6 separate regions of the Mus musculus genome follow, and all the other regions are linked to region 1. A link is a contact called in public HiCAR-type, HiChIP or PLAC-seq and promoter capture Hi-C data. All regions are on one chromosome and are shown on one strand. Each heading gives the region's core, a stretch centred on a gene start, on an enhancer-like site or on the middle of the called end of the contact. The rest is flanking DNA. Distances are from core to core; before and after follow the strand shown.

Region 1 (3,254 bases), core at 18-2,517:
CATTTAAGCCAGCCCATGGAAGAGGCCACCCTCCTGAATTAAACTAATCTGGAAACTCCCTCAGATATTTCCAGAATTTTCTCACCTAGGTGATTGGTTATAGAATCTGGTCCTCACAGCAAAATAGCCACCATCTTCACATCAGCTGTGCCTGCTTGCAGAAGGTCATCAGGAGCAGGCCTGTTGGCTGTTAACAGTTTCTCAGAGGGGACTCCACCCGGTTCTCCCAGCCATTTGTATGCAATCTACTCTAATTGCACATTCCTCTGGGCCCAGGGAGGTGCTGTAGTACACAGATTGTAGTAGTTTATAGGAGGTTAACTAAAGAAAACTGTATATATGTCTACAGGAAGCTTTCGGTCATAGAAGGGTAGGTTTTTGTTTTTGTTTTTCAAGACAGGGTTTCACTGTGTAGCCCTGGCTCTCTTGGAACTAGTTCTGTAGACCAGGCTGGCCTCAAATTCACAGAGATCCACTAGCCTCCCCTACTCAAATGCTGGGATTAAAGAGTCTTGGGGGGAGGGGGGCGGGAACACGGACAACGACGACGATGATGGTGTGCACTTTCCAGTGCAGCTGCTTTGGAGTCACCCACACTCCTGTAAGCAACCCCCACTCATGCTTTCTAAGAAAGTCCAATAAAGTCATTGGTTCCACAGGTTAAACATTTGGACTAACTCACCCTCAGCACCTGGCATGCAGTTCTATGATACCCCATTTCCTGGGATGGGCCGGCTTTTCTCCCAAGCTCCTACTTATGGAGGTATTAAAAAAACAAAACCAAAAACAAAACCAAAAAAACAAACAAAAAAACCAACTCTTTAAAGCTAAACATCCATGGTCTGTGAACTTCAGTTTTCAAATTCGGGAAACCAGAACCCTGAAGCCTGACTCAGTGAAACTGGAGTCATTGTGAGTTCCTGAGAGGGGAGGACAACTGTTTCCTCCAATTCAGACACCCCCCTCCCCGAATTTTAGCCTGTCAAAAATTCTCCACTTGAGGAGTGGACGAAGGCTTCTTTAGTGGCCTCTGGGGACACGATGGAAGTTCCTTCAGGTCGCTTTGGGTGGATTCTGATGAAAAGCAGTGGGACAAAGGTCCCTAGGTCTCTTCTCAGAGAAGCCACAGACCTTTCGGGTAGACCACTGTCCTGCTGCGCGCTTCCCGCCCCCCGGGGCCACCCTCACGCGAGTGGACTACACTTCCCAGCAGCCCCCGCGGTCAGCGGCGCGGGCGGGAGGGGGCGGCGGTGTGAGAGACGGAGGGGGCGGCGCGCGCCGGGTACGCGCGCGGGCGACCATGGCGCTCGCCCGGCTGGAGCGAGTACTTTAACCCCGGGAGGCGACAGCAGCTGCGGCGGCCGGGGAGCGAGCCTCGAGCGGGCGGGCCCCTGCCTGAGGGAAGGGAGGAAGGGGCGGGGAGAGCTCCTGAGGGAGGCCTGTCGGCCGCGGGCGGGCGGGCAGTGCAGTGCAGCGCAGCACCGAGCGGGGCCCGCGGGTCCATGAGGAGGCCCCGGGACCATGGGCTCCAGGATCAAGTGAGTGCGGCCGGGCGGAGCCGGGCGCGGGGGAGGCGAGGCTGGGCTAGAGCTGCAGGCCGTGGGCCGCGCTTGGGGGACTTGTTGCCCAGACCGGAGGGGCGCCCCGCGTGGAGGCGTCAAGCGGGGAGGGGGACGGTTGCCATGGTGATGCGGGAAGGCTCGGGGACGGGGTGCGTGTGGGGTGGAGGGGCGCGGATGATCAGATGCCCCCTCCTCACCTGAGGGCGGGAACTGCTGACGCGGTGGCTCCCTAGGCGGGATGTACAGAGCCCCAGAAAACTGTCAGACTGCTGCTGGGAGAGGGGAGGTCTCCGGAAGCAAGTCTTCATAAGGGTGTGTTTGGGGGCGACCCCGAGAGTTGGCAGGTCCTGAGAGGTTGCAGCCTGTCTGCGTGAGGCCTGTAATCATTCCAGAAGTGGTGTGAGGTTCTTAGAGGGAGGGGGCTTCTGGGACATTTAAGGCCTGGATGGCCTGCCTGCACAGGAAGGCGCTTTGCCTTTGCTGACTCTTCCTCTTATCTGAGTCTGCACACAAGCCAGGGCCAAAGGCTATGAAGGAAGACACCTTTAGCTGTCACTGAGCACCTGATTTTGAAAAGGTTTTGCAATCCAGTCAGGCACATTCCCTTACTCCTTCTTCATTTGCTTGGAGCCCCTGGTTGAGGCTTCGTTTTCTCGTGAAAATGCTGATACTTGTAACTTAAGTACCCACCGAAACATTAGAAGTTGTCTTTGGGAATTACAACTTTTCTGTGGTCCAATTTGGGTGTTGTTGCCTTGGTCTCTATCTCCCCTCCCAGCTAAGACCAATTCTGGCCACTCCCTTCCTCAGCCCTAGGACTCAGATGCTTACTCTCTTTCTCTCTCTCTCTCTAATCATTAGCAAATGCTCACTTTTTCTCTATGACTAATAGAATTGCTTAAGGACATTGAAAAACAAAGTTGACAGCATAGGCTTTTCTGGAAAACAGCATTCATAAGACACCATAAACCCTCTTATAGGAAAGTCCGTGGAATGTGATTATTTCAGCATTTTGAGAATTGTACTAGGGAAGTTTGAAAGAGGAAGGGCCTCAAGGGCAAAAAATCTAATAATTATTCAAACATTGCATCGCATGTCCAAGTGATGCACATGCAGTGTGACCCTTGCCCAGCTGTTCAGTCTCTTCAGCGGTTAGAGTTCTCATTTACAAAAGGTGTCTTGTAAGTTTTGCAGAAATCCTGTGACACCTGCTGAATGACATTAGAAAAGTTTGCTCATGAAAATGGATGTGGAAGCATAAGAAGACCTTTATTTTATTTTTATAGAAAAGGGAGAAGGTTAGAATATAACACAAGAGTTTGAGAATCTGGGGAGGTAAAGTGATTTAGTTTGTGAACTATTGGGGTTAAAAAAGGAGTTCCAGGCTAAATTCCCCCCTTCAGGTAAGAGTTGTGAACTTGGACTTTCAACAGCATGTAGAAACACTTTCTGGAAGTCACCTCAGAGTTGCAGAGAAAGCACTAGGATGTGTCTTAACTTTCTTGTTCCAGAGAAGTTCAGAGACTTGTTGGACTGGAGGCATCAAGTATTCGAGTGAACATTAAAATAGAACAAGTTCAGATTATGTGTTCTCACTCTTGACAGTAGCAGGTTGACAAGTTTGTTTTGTAAGTGTGTTTGGTGGAATGCATCACTGTACTATCTGAGCACTTGAGTAAGGGAATTTACCAA
Region 2 (3,034 bases), core at 472-2,971, 300 kb after region 1:
TCCAGTCTTTGCAGTAATCCTGAAAGATCTCCATTGAACAGGCACTGACCTTTTGAAAACACCTGGCTAGGATACAGCAAAAGGTAAATGGCAATCATTCCAACACTTTGTTTAGTAATCTCTATCTGGGAACTCATGTACTCCATGTATGAAGTGGTTTTCTTTTTTTTTTTTTTAAGATTTATTTATTTATTTATTTATTTTATGCATATGAGCACACTGTAGCTATCTTCAGACACACCAGAAGAGGGCATCAGATCTTATTACAGATGGTGTGAGGCACCATGTGTTGCTGGGAATTGAACTCAGGACCTCTGGAAGAGCAGTCAGTGCCCTTAACCATTGAGCCATCTCTCCAGCCCAGAAGTTGTTTGTTTTCATTACAGTGTTTCTTATATTAATGAAAAGTTAGGAACAACTTAGTGTCTAATTCCAGGAATTAGACTCAATAAATTATGGCCCACTCTGCTGAGTGGAATATTATACAGCCTTTTAAATAACCATCACAGTGGTTGTAGATACAGAAAATGACAGTGTGCAAAATGAGAAACAATAAAATACATGCAGTTAATTTCAAAGATGTGAAACCATTAGTTTAGGTTAATATTAGAGAGGATGAGCCAAAAAAAAAAAAAAAGTAGATATATTAGATGACCTAATCATGGGTTGCCTCATATAATAAAAAGGCAAAGAAAAAGGTCTCCAAGAAAATGTATACATAGCTGTAATTACTGAGATAAATAGAGACTAGAAATTATGTTCAGAACATACCTAGAATTACCCACTTGTGTACTTGCCACGTTGAAATGTTAAGGAGGCGGCTTCCTTTTTCTTTTCTCTCTCACCCCCACTTAGAATTTGTAATTACATATTTGCAGAGAGAAAAAAATGTAGATTCTGGGAAGCATTTGAGGTGTTGGAAGCAAATGATAACAATAGACGAAGGTATTTGTCCAGATTTGCTTTCCTGCAAAGCACAGAACTGATCAGATTCGGAATGCACGTGCTTTAAATGTTGTCTAAATACAGATCGGGCAGGCGTAACAATGCTTGGCTGCAAAACTGCTTTTTTGGAAGAAGCTGTAATTATTCATCCCAACTGTGTCCGAAGAGTGAGACCTGCTCTGTCCCTTCTGGTATCTTTAAGTCATTTTCATAAGGCTCCCCCGATTCTGTCAGGCTAGCATGCAGACTAAAGTAGCATGGCATTAAAACCTACATATTCCAGTTTCTAGAGAATGTTTCCTCTTTAAAGAACAGCCTGTGGTTAAATTACACCCAGGGCTTTGGCTGTCGGGATTATTTTCACCTTTTTCTCACAGTTGTTTGACTTTCTCTGTTTGTTAACTCACTTGTTGGGATTTTGGTTCTGAAATTCTATTTGAAACACATGGTTACTGGTCAGTTATGTACTTAGATGTGAGAGCCGAGAAGTCAGTAAGATTTAGTTCAATATTGTGAGCTTGTGCTTTTCTCCCTGTGTCAGGCCATACTCTGGACACATTAATGAGTGGTCTTTTTTTTTTTTTTCTGGAATTTTGTGCTCTTCCTGCTTCCTTTCATTACATTAGGCAAGGCTCCACTAGATGAGACATTTGCAGTCTTAAGACTTCCTGCCGGGGTTCAGACTTTGTATTTTTGACATTGAAGCTGTCGTGTTCCTGAAGCTACTTAATTAGAAACACATTCATTTTGGTGTACACTGGAGAAAGCTCAGGCAGCAAAGCCAGGCACACTGGGAAGTTGGAGCATCTGTGTGGCTGGCAGCTAAGCTAATGGTTTACAGTTTCGGGGCAAAAATATCACAGGGCATTTCTTTGCCTCTTGAAGCAAAGAGAAGCTGCATGTGCCCCGCAGGTACCTGGAAGGGGGGAAAAAAGGATGGAAGAAGATGCTAGAAGAAAAGACAGCTCTGTTTCTTTCCACTGTAGTTTGTTTGTATAGTTTTTTTCTTTGGCTATTATCAAATACAAAGTCTAGAAGAATAGTTCTCAGACTGTGAAGCTAATGTTTAAGTCTGTCTTCCAGGCTCCTATGATACCTGATTGCTGAGATCTGTAGTAATAAGGACATTTTGTGTTCTGCTTGAAGAATTGTATTTGTTGAGTTGTAATGAGGGAATTGCAATGTGTGTTCTTTTTTTAGATTTTTGAGCAGTTTTTAAGCAAAAATGTAATGTCTAAGAAACTTAGTTGCCTCCCCACTGGTTTCGAGATGCAGCCTGAGTTCCTGGTTTGCAGTCACCTCCTGCCTCATTGTTTCCCCAGGTCTGCATTCAGGGGGGTATCCTTGTCCCTCCACTGTGACTTCCAAAGCTACCCCTGAGGGAAAGTACCTGGACAGCCCAATTGTCTTGACTCTAATTTCATTACAAACTAAGCCTGCTGGTGTTGTGTAGGATGTGTGACATACTTGAAAAGACAGCCAGAAAAGTTGCCAGTCATTTCTGTCCTCCCTGCTTCCTGCCCTTCCTCCTCTACTCCCAAGGAAGACAAGGCAACCTGGGGACCAAGTCAGAGCCAGCTGGGGCTTACTGCTTGCTTGACTTTGTGGCATTAGATAAATGGTTTTCCTTCTTTTAGTTAATTTTCTCCTTTGTAGAATGGAGATTATTGTGTGAGTAGGGAAAAGTGACTTCATATAACTACTATCACATTTAACACCAGAGGGAAACACCATAAATGAGTGTATGAGTGCAGCGGTAACTCTGGAATCTACGAAAGTGACCATGGTGATGTCTCCTAGTAACTGGGAATACTGAGCCAGAACTGGCCGTCTTCTATAACCAGGCAAGGCTCCTAGTAGTAGAACTGGGACATCAACACAGAAGTAAAACCTTTAACCTATAATCTGTCCTGTCTACAAGTTGTCCTGGAGCAATGGTGGTGCAGAACTTGTGGGATTGGCCTGCCCATGACTGGTACAACTTGAGGCCCACTCCAGGAGAGGGAGCCTATGACTGACACTGTTTGGATGGCCAGGAACCAAAGGCAGGACAGCCCAGAGACCCAGGATAGAACTAAACACTACCGGG
Region 3 (2,973 bases), core at 149-2,648, 320 kb after region 1:
TGGAAATCATGCAAACTCTTTACCAGACATCAGCATCTCTAAATACCACTATGAGTTTCTTTCTTTCCTTTTTTTTAAAAAAAAAAAAAAAAAAAAAACACAAAACACTAAATTCACTTTTCTTTCTTTTTTTTTTTTTAAAGATTTATTTTTATTATATGTAAATACACTGTAGCTGTCTTCAGACACTCCAGAAGAGAGCATCAAATTTTGTTACAGATGGATGTGAGCCACCATGTGGTTGCTGGGATTTGAACTCAGGATCTTTGGAAGAGCAGTCAGCCCTCTTATCTGCTGAGCCATCTCACCAACCCCACAATGAGTTTCTTAATCAGGGTTTCTGTTGCTGCAACAAAACACTATGACTAAAAAGTAAGTTGAAGAAGGGAGGGTCTCTTCAGCTTACACTTCTAGATCATAGTCTACTATTAAAGAAAGTCAGAACAGGTACTCAAGCAAGTCGGAACCTGGAGGCAGGAGCTGATGCTGAAGCTGTGGAAGGGTGCTGCTTACTGGCTTGTTTTTATGGCTTACTCAGCCTGCTTTCTTATGACACTCAGGATGACCAGCCCAGCAGTGGTGCCACCCACAATGGACTGGGCCCTCCCCCATCAATCACTAAATAAGAAAATGCCTTAAACAGGCTTGCCTGCCTGATCTTATGAAGAGCATTTCATTTGTTTGTTTTGGTTCGGTTTGATTCGGTTTCTGTTTTTGTTGTTGTTGTTGTTGTTTTGTTTTGTTTTTTGTTTTTTGAGACAGGGTTTTTTGTATGTCCTGGAACTAGCACTGTAGCCCAGGCTGGCATCAAACTCACAGAAATCCACCTGTCTCTGCTTCCTGGGTGCTGGGATTAAATGCAGTCACTACCACCACCATCACCCAACATGAAGGCATTACTTAATTAAGGTTCCCTCCCTATCCAGTGACTCTGGCTTGTGTTGAATTGACATAAAATTAAACAGCACAATGAGCATACAGCTAGTATTGTCCTGTTCTCTTTTCCTAACTGGGAACCTGGAAGATTTGTAATGTTCTGTCTAGTACAGTGCTAAAGGTGACTCTGAGAAAACTGGTGTCCTCTTGGCTACTCGTGAGCTTCTCATGTGCTGTAAGTTGTCCCTTGCCTGGCCCAAAGAAAGGGGTCAAGCTAAGACTGTGACAAAAGTACACAGGAAAGACATCTTAATATTTTAATGAATAATATGATGGAGTGCTGCTGTTTTTGTGTTTCTAGATTTTAAAAAAATGTCATTTGGACAATGTACATCAATGTTATTTGAGGGTTTTTGTTGTTGTTGCTTTTTCCCCCTTCTTCCCATTCTGAGGAGAAGCCTATGGAGTCTGGTGGGGGAAGGGTTTGCAGCTGGCAGGAGCCTTGGCATATGCTGTAACTAAAAAGAGAGGGAATGTGTTGGTGGGACAAGCTACCGGAGAGCTGTCTCGGTGTGCTGCGGTACTCGTAAGTGTTCTAATTGGGAAGAATTTTTGGAGGACTATTTTGACATCTGCTCATGTCTTTGCTGATTTTTCTTCACTTAGAGTAGGAAACACAAGCTGTGGATAAAATGGCTTTAAAATAATTAGAAGAAAAGATATCTCTCCAAGTTGAATTCACCAGGGACACTTCTTAAGGAATGGGAACTAAAATCCACTTCTAGGAATCTGTCCTGAAACACAGAACTTCCAGCCTTCAGACTTTATGACCATGTGATATATATTAATGTCTTAAACACTTGAGGTAATTTTCAGCCAAGTGGCCTTGGTTGAGTTTGCTTCCATGTAGCAGAACACTCTGGAGCAATTAGTAACTGTCACTTAGCTTTTAATGAAGTGGAGTATTGCTTATGCTGTAATCAACATGAAAAACCAAGGGGGGCGTGGGGGGGGGGGGCGACGCAGTGCAAAGGATTTAGAGCAGAGGTAGAAAGAAGAAACGCAAAAGGGAATAGTTTAGAGTGATGGCTCCAAATGGTAAGCTCCGGCTTTCTGTAGAGGAAGCATATGTAATTTTTATATTACAAAAGGCAAGTCTGGTTTCGCACAACAGAAAGCAGGCCCAGAGAATCAGCTGTGACTGCCCACATGTAAAGGTGCTCAGTATGAATCCTGGGATTCTGGATCCATGAATCTGCTCTCTTCAGAAAAGTGTTAGAGTTAGACTAACCACAACCAGGACTGCTATCCTCCCTAGCTATGTGGCATTAGGCAGTTTGCTTTGTCTCTGAGCCTCCACCTTTGCCTTGAAGATAATAGGCTCTTGCCAGCATGATGTTGAAGAGAAGTGAGCTAACACACTCAGGAACCATCCTTCTCCACCAACACTCGCAACCACAGCCTTTCAGGAGAGAGCATCCTCTAGCCAAGATGCCTGTGATTCTTTCCTTGGGAACTATGAGCTTCAGGAAGCCCCTTGAGCCCATGCCAGCCCCTTTAGAAGAGGCCTTGCCACCGGCAGGGCAGCATTGTCCCATGAGAGGAAACTGCCGACCCAGCTCCTGCCTGGAGCCCAGTGCTGGAGACAATTCGGTTACTAAGGGGACCCTGGCCTGCTAAGTCAAGAAAGGAGGCCAGGGTTTTTCCTCTTCTTCAGCCTGCAGCCATTGTTGAAAAAGTAAACACTCCACACAGCTTAACCGGCAAGTCCTCCAGCCAGGAGTGGAAGGAAATCAAAAGCCTGTTCCAGCCCAGCCTCATAGAGCCTACAAGGGCTGATCTGTGCTGCTGAGGCAGCTCTGGGAACACAGAGAGAAGGCCCAATTCTGACCCACTCTCAACACCCACTCACAGAACCTTTAAGCCCAGGACTGCTCTCCAGTGGCCATTGCCTCCTGCCCCTTCTGTTTGGAGCTATTGGGAGGGTCAGATGAGGCAAGGCAAGAGATACTGGGGTATAGTGGTCCTCAGTTCAGTACCTGCAGCCTGGTGTCCCTCATCTATGCTCTCTGATCCTACCTCTGATGATAATCATCA
Region 4 (3,201 bases), core at 60-2,559, 380 kb after region 1:
CAATGTGGCCCTCTCTTGATCTTTTTTTTTTTAAAGTAGATTTTTATTCTAGCTCATAATGATTATAGTGTGGGTATCAGAGCCAAGTTAGACACTAAAGCCCTTTTACCACAAGGCTGCCTTCCATGAGTTTACTTGAAAGTGAATATTCCATATGCATTTGAAAACTTGCCTGTCAGTGTTCCAGGAAGCGTGGTAGCCAGTGTAAGCTTTTCTTCCTATTCCTGGGGTATTTGTAAAGTTAATTTGAACCTACAGTGTGCTTCCCCCAAAGCTCAGGGTGGCATGTAGGCAGTAGGGCCTATATCTCTTTTAGCCATTCCAGGGGATAGGGAAGGCTTGACCTACATTAGGGCAGGAGAATCATATTGAATTTTTTTCTTTATTTTCTGCTTTTTTAAAAAATGTTTGTATAATAAAGGGTGGAAGGTGAACAAACTGGCCTGTTCTCATCGAGATAAGAACACTAGCAACAAGGTCCTTTCTTTAATTCTTAATAGTACACTTTAACCAGTCCGAGGCATTGATTCAAACTAGTTTTATTGAATGGAAGAGGGACAGAGAAATGTACAGAGGTTTCTGTTGCATTGCTGTGAGCAGTCTTGACACAGCCAGTGGTGGTCATCAAATCAGTTCTTGACTAATTGTCAACACCTTGCTGCTAACACCATGAGCCTAATTCTGCCCTCCGGTCTTCCAGTCCACCCTGTCAGCCATACTACCTGGACTCAAGGAGGCTGTGTCACAGACTTCAAAGCCCCACCCTTTCCAGTGGCAACATGACCTTGTTTTCCTAGCAGTTCTTTGGGTGGCTTCTCCTGTGCCACTGACTGCTTTTCAGTCACATGACCATACCCTAGGCAGTCACTGGCAGTGGTCTCAGTCTCAGAGATGAGACCACTAGAACTGGCCCAGGAAATGAGACTGGAACACTTGTCCTTGAAGGAGAGGCCAGGGTTATATGAGTCTGTTAGAGACAGGCTAGAGTCTTGGGTAAGTTGTGATCCCAGGCGTGCACACACACAAACACAGACACAGACACACACACACACACACACACACACACACACACACACCCTGGAGCTTTCACTCCAGGGAAGCCAACAGTAGTGAAGGTGACAGGAGCATTCCGTTCTCAAAAGCAAGTCATCAGGCTTCTTTGGAGAGAAAGAAGGTCCCCAGGGCATTTCTGTGGCCTTCCTCTGTGTTCTCTGTGGGTCTGGGCACTCACTGTTCCTGTGAAGCATCACCATGGCCACTTTTCTCAGAAGGGGCCTACAGTGGGGTATCAACAGAGCCAGAGGGAGAGGCTAGAGGCACGCTGGATTCTGGATGTGGGGATGAGTAGGCAGGATCAACCTGATTAGCATTGTGCTGGGGTTGTTTTCCTAGCTGCAGCTTTTGGTTTTGAGGATGATATTTTGAGAACTGCTGTCTCCGTGGGAATATCTTGGTTATGTACAGCAGAGCTATCTCTGTGTCTACATTTTCTTGTTTAACACATGGCTGTCTTTATAATGAGTGCCTTCTTTATGTGGGGTTATCAGAGTAACTCTGAATCTATTTTACAACTAAATTAATGATATCCAGGAAACATTTATTTGGCTCCTTTTCTATTTATAATATTGTTACCAACTAATTGCCTTTGAATGTTCCTACTTACAGGGTCCTTTGTGCTAGTTAAAACCCATCCCACGTAGGTGAATCCCTAATGCCACTCAGGACTCTCCAGTCACTTGTGAAGTTTCTCTTCTTGTCATGATGACAGGAACAATCATAAGAATACATACCAGGGCAAAAGGCCAAGTTGAGACAGCATCTAAAAATAACAATGTGTATTATTGGGTTTATCTGATGATAAAAGTAATATATTTTCATTGTAAAACATTTGTGAAAGACAGAAAAGCGAAAAGAGGGGAAGATCACTCAGTGGCCAACCCCACCCCCAGGCAATCTGCATCAGGGTTAGCACATTTCTTTCCAAATCATTTTATGCCTTCTTATGTAATTAAACTTACATGGTCAATACAATACTTTTCTTCTTTTATATAGTCTTTATTGTACATTTTTCTCATACCCAAGACATTATCCTTACTCACCGATTATGATTCCTTTGTTGAATTTGGTTACCTGTTCCCCACTTAATATACATTTTCCTTTTTGCTGTTTCCTTACTCACATGAACACATGCAAATTTCGTTTTAACTCATTATTTTCATTCAATTTTTTTCTCATGCTGTTTGGCAAGTATCTGTTTTTCTACCATGAATATTGCCCTGTGTCCACTGATCTACTGTCCTCTTGATTTTATTTTGTTTCCTACTGTTTTAAATTCTTATTTACCTGGGTTTTTCCATATACTTTCCACATTAACTTTGTTCTTACAAGTGTATATAACAATTTTTTTAGACTCAGACATTTTTTTCTTAAATAGAAAAGTTCCATATATTGCAGTTCCAGATATTTTATTTTATTCATAAATTATAGTAAGTAAACATCTCTTTAAAATAGAATTTCACCATTTTTCTTTTCTTTTATCTATTTATTTAAAAATCCAAAGCTATGGGAGGATTGGAAACAACATATCGAATACCTATTTATTTTTCTTTTGTGATTCTTGATAACTAACATTTTGTATTCTCTTCCTAAATATGTAGATTCTATATCTTTTGTTTTCTTTCAGGTTTTTTTTTAACCAGTTGGTTGTATCTTACAGGAATTATGACACTTCACTCCTAGAATGACACTTCACTTCTAGACATTCCACTCTCTTAAGAATCGGGGCACATACTCTACTACAACCATAAGGCTATTTACACTCTCAGAAAATATTTTGTTGGTAAGAATAATGTCTGTTGTAAGTAATTAGTGCACAGTCTACATTCAGTCCTCCAAGTAGGATCCAAACTATCTTTCACAACAAACCTCTTTTTTAAAAAAAAAATATACCTGGGCTCAAGCTGGGCATGGTGGTATACACCCTTAATCTGAGCACTTGGAAAGCTGAGGCAGGTGGATTTTTGTGAGTTTTATACCATCACTACATAGTGAGTTCAGGCCAGCCAGACATACATAGTAGGACTCTGTCTCAAAAAATGGATGGATGGATGGATGGATGGATGGATGGATGGATGGATGGATGGATAGAAGGTAAATAAAATAAACTTAGGAAGGATCACATATTACATTTGCTTATGGTAT
Region 5 (2,892 bases), core at 112-2,611, 460 kb after region 1:
GCTCTTAGGGGTGGGAAGAATGGAGAGCACTCAGGGAGAGCAGCTCTGAGGGTAGCAATATTCCATCAGGTGGGTGAGTGAGGGCTGATGTAGGACCAGTGTATGTTGAGGACATAGGCACATGCGAGATAGAGCAGCTGCTCTGAAGGATGGCAAACGTGAGCCACTGTGATATGGGCTAAGAGGTGAGGCCATGGGGATAAGGCCTGGGTCCTGACAGCTTGCTGAGCATAGGGGTATTTTTTTTTTCCAATTTTTCAAACAAGTTTTATTCCCATACAATCCTGAGACTTTACTTTTGCTTAAGATATACACAGGGAACATGATTCTTTAATGTGAACAATAACTTATGTCCTGGCTCCACCCCTTGGGTGGCTTCATGACTGGGTAATAGTGCCTCTAGCCTTAGCGTCTCTGTAGTGTTCCTGGCTGCTGTGAGCACAGGGATTTGATCAGTTCTCTTGGGCTGGGAAGTGAGAGATTATGGAGTTTTCTTATCTGTACCAATGCAAAATTAGGTGGAAGCTTTTGTTTTTATTTCCTATTGCTGTACTGTTTGGAGTGGACACTATTCCAGAGATGATAAATGAGTCTTGCTTTTGCTGAGCTGGCTCTGGCCCTTAATATACTGAACAAACTCTCACCAAGCAGGGCACAGACCTAGAGAAATGCAGGCAGCTTTTCAGACAGGCCTTCCCGTGGGGTTGAGGAGACTTCACGGTACATAGAGCTCCAGGATGTCAGGGAGCAACATCATGGGGGTTGGGAAAGCTGTGCCCTGGGCTCACAGAGCGTATGTCACCATCTGCCTTCCACTGCTCTGTGTGTGTTGTGTATCATGGAAAGTGTGTGCACTCGTGGGCATACCTGGGCTTGAATTGTGTCTGTGCCACCTGTTAGCTGTGAAGCTTGGTCTAGATGAGTCACTGAGCCTCATTGCCTTATCGTTTCTGCCTTTTTAAGCAAGGTTGCCTTCTCTGTAGCATTCTCGAGACCAGTTATCTGCTTAGCACCTAGCATGGACCTGGTGCACAGCATGTGCCAAGAGCCAGCAGCCCCTCCTGGTATCGAGGAACATCTGGAGGTCTTTCCTCTCACCTCACCACCAGTGAGACTCCTGGACAATGTCACCCAGGCACCCTCGATGGTGTCCCAGATGGCCATCAAGTGGAGGGAGCAGAAAGGCACCTGCCTCCTGCTTCTGTTTGGGTGAAGAATAGTACAGTCAGCAGAGCCCCCTGCCCCTGCCCAGCCACCAGCCGCATCTGGTACCCGACCTCCAACAGCCAATGGGATGCCACCTATTCAGGCCCTGCACCTGCACCAACTAAAAACAAAGGGCTCCCCTCCCCCTGGCCCTCGCCTGGGCCTCCTCCCTCCCCTGCCACTGTCCCCCAAGCTGGCTGGGTCACCCAGCCACCATGCAGTCTTCCCTCCCAGCTGCTTGGCTGCTTTTGTTCAGCATGTGAACTTCCCCGTCAGTGGAGCTCCTTGCACGGGAAGTAATCAGGAATCTTGACAAGGCTTCAAACCACAAATGCCACTACAAATTAACCAGCACCACTACAAAATACTACTCCTGTCAACATTGGAAAGAGTGCAGGGCTATTCAGAGCAGCCTGAGAGGCTTTCAGCACAGCACGCACGCGTGGAAGGCAGGGTATGGCAGAGAGCCCTCTCGAGACCACTTGCCCAGACCCTCTCTGCAAGTGCTGTACCTATCCTTCAGGACCACCTTCAGTCCCAGATGCCCTCTCATCCCTCGCACAGGTGGCACCTCAAGACAGCAAGCAGTGGGTATATGAAAACCACCCTGTAGGCAACAAACAGGCAAAGGCTGACGTGCATGCCAGGTGTCTGTCTTCCATTATGCTGTGAGGGAAGATGAGAGACTTCTGTTTCCCTGCCTATACAATAGGACCCTGGCAGAGCCTTTATCCCAGGCTGTTCAGCACCCCTGGCATGTTCTGGGTACCCCTAGCCCTTCAAGGGAGCTCCTAACCCCCTACTTCTCCTCTGCAGAGAGCCCCTTCCTACCATGTTGTGTGAGTGAACTCTCAGCAAGCAGATGGCCACTTTATCCTCAGCCATGAGGTCAGGGTCCTTCCTGTTCAGCATTTTTGCAAGACTATCCACCACACAAAAGCTTGTTACCTCTGCAAATGCTTTGGGTCCAAGAATCCCCCACTTCTTTCTCATGTCCTGCTGAGCCACTCAGGTCCAGAACACATCACCGGGGCCTGGTATGCTCCAGCTGGCCTGGCTGAAACTCTGAAGCAGAGACACGCATTTGATCCTCCCCAGCAAGCAGGATCAGCTCAGTCATGGCTGTGTAAAGAGAACTGGAAATAATGACAGGAGTTGGGGGACAGAAGAGAGCCATGCCTCTGAGAGCTGGTTGGGCATTTCAAAGGAAACACTCCACAAAAATATCACTTCAATACACTCCCCTTTGGAGGCATATCAAAAGAAGCCCTCTTTTATTTCCATACCTTGCATAATAGCAGATTTCCAGTCCCAAAGAGTAGCAGAGCCTTGCTCCTGGCCCAGAGACCCTTTGTAAAGCCATAGAAAGCTTTGTCTTCCCCTCCCAACAGGGTCTGCTTCACACACAGGTCAGAGTATTGATGTGAATACTAGCCAGGAAAATTAACCAGGTGAACTCTTCCCTCGTTAAATAGCAACAGAGTATAATTGTGAATTCTTTCACGCCTGCTCTGTTCCCAGCACATTCCCAGGACAAACTGAGAAGCCCAGGCCCCATCCAGCTTCCCCTCAGCCTCTTCGGTGGAGCCAATGGGGTCTGTAGAGGAGAAATGATGCAGATCACGAATGGCACAGAAATGATTGAGGTCATCTTTAGGACCATCCTTGGAGACCAGTTCTCACAGG
Region 6 (3,325 bases), core at 702-3,201, 510 kb after region 1:
GGTGGGAACAACTCGACATGTTCCATTGTAGTCCAAGATGCCTTATCCTCTCCATAGCAACCAGCAATCCTCTGCTGTGGAGTGGCTGGGATGGAGGGGCCCAGCTCAGAGCCTGGCAGGGAGGGCATCGGGTCTGGTCCAGAACTTTCATCTCCTCTGGGATGGAAATTAGCTTTCAAGTCACAAAGTCCCTAGCACCGCCCTTTGCTCAGTCAGCTCTGGGTAATCGTGCTTGTAGAGCCCCCAACTCTAGCTTCAGGGATCCCCAGAGATGGACTCTGCACACAGAATTCCCGGGGCAATGGCCCCTGAGAGCCTGTTGGAGTTCTGGGGAAATATACACCACTGTTTGCCAATCTCACAGACCATATGTGTGTAAGTGCATATAAGTCAATGCAGGCCTGCTGGTGTGTACCTAGTGGGTGAATGCAGCCATGTGCTATGTATATGATGATACACAGTAGGTTCATTAGCAAGTTCACCAGTGAGCTCACAGGGGAGACCTGGCATGTGCCTGTGGACACCTGTCCTGTTGTAGTATGTACCCTAGTCCCTGCCACACATCTGTGCAGCTGCCATGGGCATCTGTGTACTGCATGTGGAACAGATCCAAAGTGCACAGCCCAGAACCTCACGCCCTAATGTACAGACAGCCTGGAGTTGCCTGGTTTCTCCACCCTCATTTGCCTCAGGTACCAGCTTCTTCTAGGTCCCTTCCCTCCTCAACCTTCATTTGGTTTCCTCCCTAAAACAGGTCCTCGCTGTACCCAGGGTCCTCATCCTCCCCCTTTCCACAGAGAAGAGGCAATAACGGCTTTGTAGGCAGGCAGGGGGAATGCCACTGGTGGGGTTCACCTATTGCAGGGGAAGCCGGGCCCTCCCTACTGCCCTCGTAACTATAGTGACCAAGCCAAAGCGTCCTCCAGACCCCCCAGTAGGAATTCCAGGCTCAGTGTTGAATGCACTTGGACAAAGCCAATGTACTGGCTGCCTGGGCTGGCTTCAGGGAGCCCTTCCAGCATAGTTGAGGAATGCCAGAAACCTGCTGCAGGGACACACACGTATGATCCCGAATCCCTAGCCATTCCAAAGACCCGGAACAGCTCTACCGGTTGCCCCTCAAGTGCTGGCAGAGGACCCATAGAAGGGAGCAATGAGGGCAAGCTCTCCCCTAACCCTGGTTCTCTTCCCCCTCCCCTATCTTAATCTAGCCCCACCCACACCCACACCTCCCGTTGCCAGGAAAGGCCAGTTGAACATGCCGGACAACTTACAGCTAGTTCAGCGAGGACACAACTCTCAACAATCAATCCCCTCAAACAGAACGTCCACCCACCGGGCAACTTTACATGTCACCTGCATCCCAGGTCAACACGTGACTCCGGCAGACTCTATGGAGATTGCCTGAGTTTGCTGAAACTTCTCCAATTCACGCATTTCCATCTATCCCGGCACGCTTTCCCTAAGTGGCTCCTCACACCAAGATTCCCAGCTTTTCCCTCAACACACTACGCCACACCACACCAGCTCTCCCAGACTGGCTTCTACAGACCACACCAGCCCTCATCCTCCTGGCCCCACCGCATAGACTCCTCAGTCTGAAGCCTCCAGAACACTCCGAGCTCTCCAAGTGAGTCCCAAGACACCCGCACTGTCCCCACACTGTCTAGGGCCCGGGACACTCTTGCCTCTAGCATCACCATTCTCTCAGGCCAGCCCAGCCACGCTCACCCCCAGGCCCAGCCACACTCACCAGCCGGGACCCAAGGCAGCAGCAGCAGCAGCAGCAGTAGCAGTAGCAGCAACAGGGGGTAAATATCTCGTCTAGGGCCCCAAATCCTAGGCCCCACCAGCGCCATGGCAGCCGGCTCTGCCTGCCTGCCTGCCTGCCTGCCTGCGGGAACCCTCTGCTCGGCGGGCTCCGCGCCCCTGCGTCCCTCCAACCAGCACTGACGAGGTGGACAGAGGCCCGGCCCCTCCTCCAGCCCTCCCCCTCCGCCCCGCCTCCCACTGCTCCTCCCCGGACAGGATCCTCCCGGAGGGTCTGACCCACCGCTCCTCACAAACACCAGCCCCTTCGGAGGCCTCAGCTCCATCCAGGCAAGGCCCTGGGCCTGACCCTGGGTCTCAGTGCACAAGCCCTCTTGCCAGGCGGTCCAGTCCATGGGGCCAGCCAAGATTCCTGGGGCTTGTCCGACTACCCCGCAGTTTCAGGCCTGCCTTGCTTGAGCTCAGAAGCGCTCCCATCCGTCCTCACTTAACCTGCCCCTTCCACACCTGAGATAACAAGGCTCCTCCCCTCCTATCACAGGGGCTCCTGTCCTCGCTGCCCACTAGGTCCTACCCAGCCACACAGATCCTGTTCTTGTGACTATCAGTAAGGTAGTAACTGGGCCCCAGAGCACGTGCCCCCTGACTCCCTTCTATCCTTCCCACCCCCTCACCAGCCAAACGGAGCCCTTTCGTCTCCCCATTTGCCCTTGATCTTTGTCTCTGGTGTTTGCAACTTTAGAAATGTCCCTGCTGTCCAAGGCGGACCTTTCCGCTGAGTGGCTGCTCTACCGAAAATAGTGCTCCGATGCTGTTCCCACCCTTCTTCCTGAAAAGTCCTTCTCTTTGTCTAACCTCACAGTCACATGTTGCACTGGGTGGAGCCAGGAGTTCTCATCATCTCAAAACACACTGGCACATAAAAAAGCATCTCTTCTTCCATGGCCTGCTGCCCCAAGTGGGGCAGCATCTTATTTTAAAGGGAACTACCTTCTTGAAATGAGCCCCTGGCAGATGACAATGTCTGGCCCAGGTCAGTGATGGTGGATTCTGTCCCTGAAGGCTCTGGACTCTGCTGTGTCTGGCAAAGTAGCAATTGGGGGCTATGGCATGTCCTTGGAGAAACATCAGGTGAGACAATGAGCATCACAGGGTATCGGTAGCCAGCCAGAGGGCTGCTGGTTCCCCTGGGTCCCCAGAGCTCAGGAAGAGACTGAAACCATAGGCCTGGCTAACCAGCCCTGTAGCCTCTCCAGAATTAGAGGCCTGCCCTGTTTTCTGGGACACCCACTCCAGTTGTCTCTTGACCTGGAACTCCCATCGCTAATCTTGAGGAAGTCATGCTCCACTCTTGGGGGAGCACAGCTAAACATATAGGCACCTAACATGCCTGAATGACACGGAGTTTACTCGCTCTCAGTCTATTGTGTCTGTCATCTGTAAAATAGGAGTAACAGCTCCAGCCTCGTGAGACTTTACAGGGCAGTTGTGCTTTGCTCCAGGAATATGAATGGCGCCAAGAATATTAAATAGCAGGACCCTGGGGGGTAGCTAC

Evidence for each region. Promoter capture Hi-C pulls out the DNA fragments that hold promoters and counts their contacts. HiCAR-type assays count read pairs that join an accessible place to other places. HiChIP or PLAC-seq counts read pairs in DNA pulled down with a chosen protein or histone mark.
Region 2: an H3K4me3 HiChIP or PLAC-seq map of embryonic limb bud shows a contact between it and region 1, with 3 times the contacts expected there. The contact joins the enhancer-like site here to the promoter of Dennd1a in region 1. A contact is called at or near these places in 3 of 39 promoter capture datasets (the 3T3-L1 cell line, hippocampal neurons and liver), 1 of 484 Hi-C or Micro-C datasets (the HPC-7 cell line), 9 of 115 datasets of contacts at active chromatin or transcription factors (embryonic forebrain, embryonic limb bud, embryonic midbrain and 4 more) and 2 of 9 other capture datasets (adipose tissue and embryonic stem cells).
Region 3: a contact with region 1 is called in a HiCAR-type map of astrocytes, with 4 times the contacts expected there. The contact joins the enhancer-like site here to the promoter of Dennd1a in region 1. A contact is called at or near these places in 1 of 39 promoter capture datasets (hippocampal neurons), 1 of 484 Hi-C or Micro-C datasets (the HPC-7 cell line), 10 of 115 datasets of contacts at active chromatin or transcription factors (astrocytes, craniofacial prominence, embryonic basal ganglia and 5 more) and 3 of 9 other capture datasets (adipose tissue, embryonic stem cells and pancreatic islet).
Region 4: a contact with region 1 is called in a promoter capture Hi-C map of hippocampal neurons, with 5 times the contacts expected there. The contact joins the enhancer-like site here to the promoter of Dennd1a in region 1. A contact is called at or near these places in 1 of 39 promoter capture datasets (hippocampal neurons), 7 of 115 datasets of contacts at active chromatin or transcription factors (embryonic basal ganglia, embryonic forebrain, embryonic hindbrain and 4 more) and 3 of 9 other capture datasets (adipose tissue, liver and pancreatic islet).
Region 5: a contact with region 1 is called in an H3K4me3 HiChIP or PLAC-seq map of embryonic forebrain, with 3 times the contacts expected there. The contact joins the enhancer-like site here to the promoter of Dennd1a in region 1. A contact is called at or near these places in 1 of 39 promoter capture datasets (hippocampal neurons), 3 of 115 datasets of contacts at active chromatin or transcription factors (embryonic forebrain, embryonic limb bud and trophoblast stem cells) and 2 of 9 other capture datasets (adipose tissue and liver).
Region 6: an H3K27ac HiChIP or PLAC-seq map of extraembryonic endoderm stem cells shows a contact between it and region 1, with 10 times the contacts expected there. The contact joins the promoter of Crb2 here to the promoter of Dennd1a in region 1. A contact is called at or near these places in 1 of 39 promoter capture datasets (the C10 cell line) and 1 of 115 datasets of contacts at active chromatin or transcription factors (extraembryonic endoderm stem cells).

What each region holds. Positions count from the first base shown.
Region 1 is chr2:38,285,397-38,288,650 of GRCm38.p6, reverse strand. Dennd1a (DENN/MADD domain containing 1A) reads left to right here and starts at 1,267. Exons shown (of 23, transcript NM_001362973.1): 1 at 1,267-1,538. The coding sequence starts at 1,522.
Region 2 is chr2:37,984,553-37,987,586 of GRCm38.p6, reverse strand. The region is part of intron 10 of Dennd1a (DENN/MADD domain containing 1A); the gene reads left to right. Among named protein-coding and RNA genes, the nearest start is that of Crb2, 210 kb to the right of the region's middle. Within about 2 kb of position 1,721, at least 20 of the 459 cell types and tissues checked have an H3K27ac peak or open chromatin away from gene starts, as enhancers often do. A contact at or near this core is called in embryonic limb bud and forebrain, where this site is marked.
Region 3 is chr2:37,963,171-37,966,143 of GRCm38.p6, reverse strand. All of the region lies in intron 11 of Dennd1a (DENN/MADD domain containing 1A), which reads left to right. Among named protein-coding and RNA genes, the nearest start is that of Crb2, 190 kb to the right of the region's middle. Within about 2 kb of position 1,398, at least 35 of the 459 cell types and tissues checked have an H3K27ac peak or open chromatin away from gene starts, as enhancers often do. A contact at or near this core is called in astrocytes, forebrain and hippocampal neurons, where this site is marked.
Region 4 is chr2:37,904,644-37,907,844 of GRCm38.p6, reverse strand. The region is part of intron 13 of Dennd1a (DENN/MADD domain containing 1A); the gene reads left to right. Among named protein-coding and RNA genes, the nearest start is that of Crb2, 130 kb to the right of the region's middle. Within about 2 kb of position 1,309, at least 11 of the 459 cell types and tissues checked have an H3K27ac peak or open chromatin away from gene starts, as enhancers often do. A contact at or near this core is called in hippocampal neurons, where this site is marked.
Region 5 is chr2:37,828,595-37,831,486 of GRCm38.p6, reverse strand. All of the region lies in intron 19 of Dennd1a (DENN/MADD domain containing 1A), which reads left to right. Among named protein-coding and RNA genes, the nearest start is that of Crb2, 54 kb to the right of the region's middle. Within about 2 kb of position 1,361, at least 24 of the 459 cell types and tissues checked have an H3K27ac peak or open chromatin away from gene starts, as enhancers often do. A contact at or near this core is called in embryonic forebrain, where this site is marked.
Region 6 is chr2:37,774,875-37,778,199 of GRCm38.p6, reverse strand. It overlaps Crb2 (crumbs family member 2), which reads right to left and starts at 1,951. Exons shown (of 13, transcript NM_001163566.1): 1 at 1,754-1,951. The coding sequence starts at 1,859.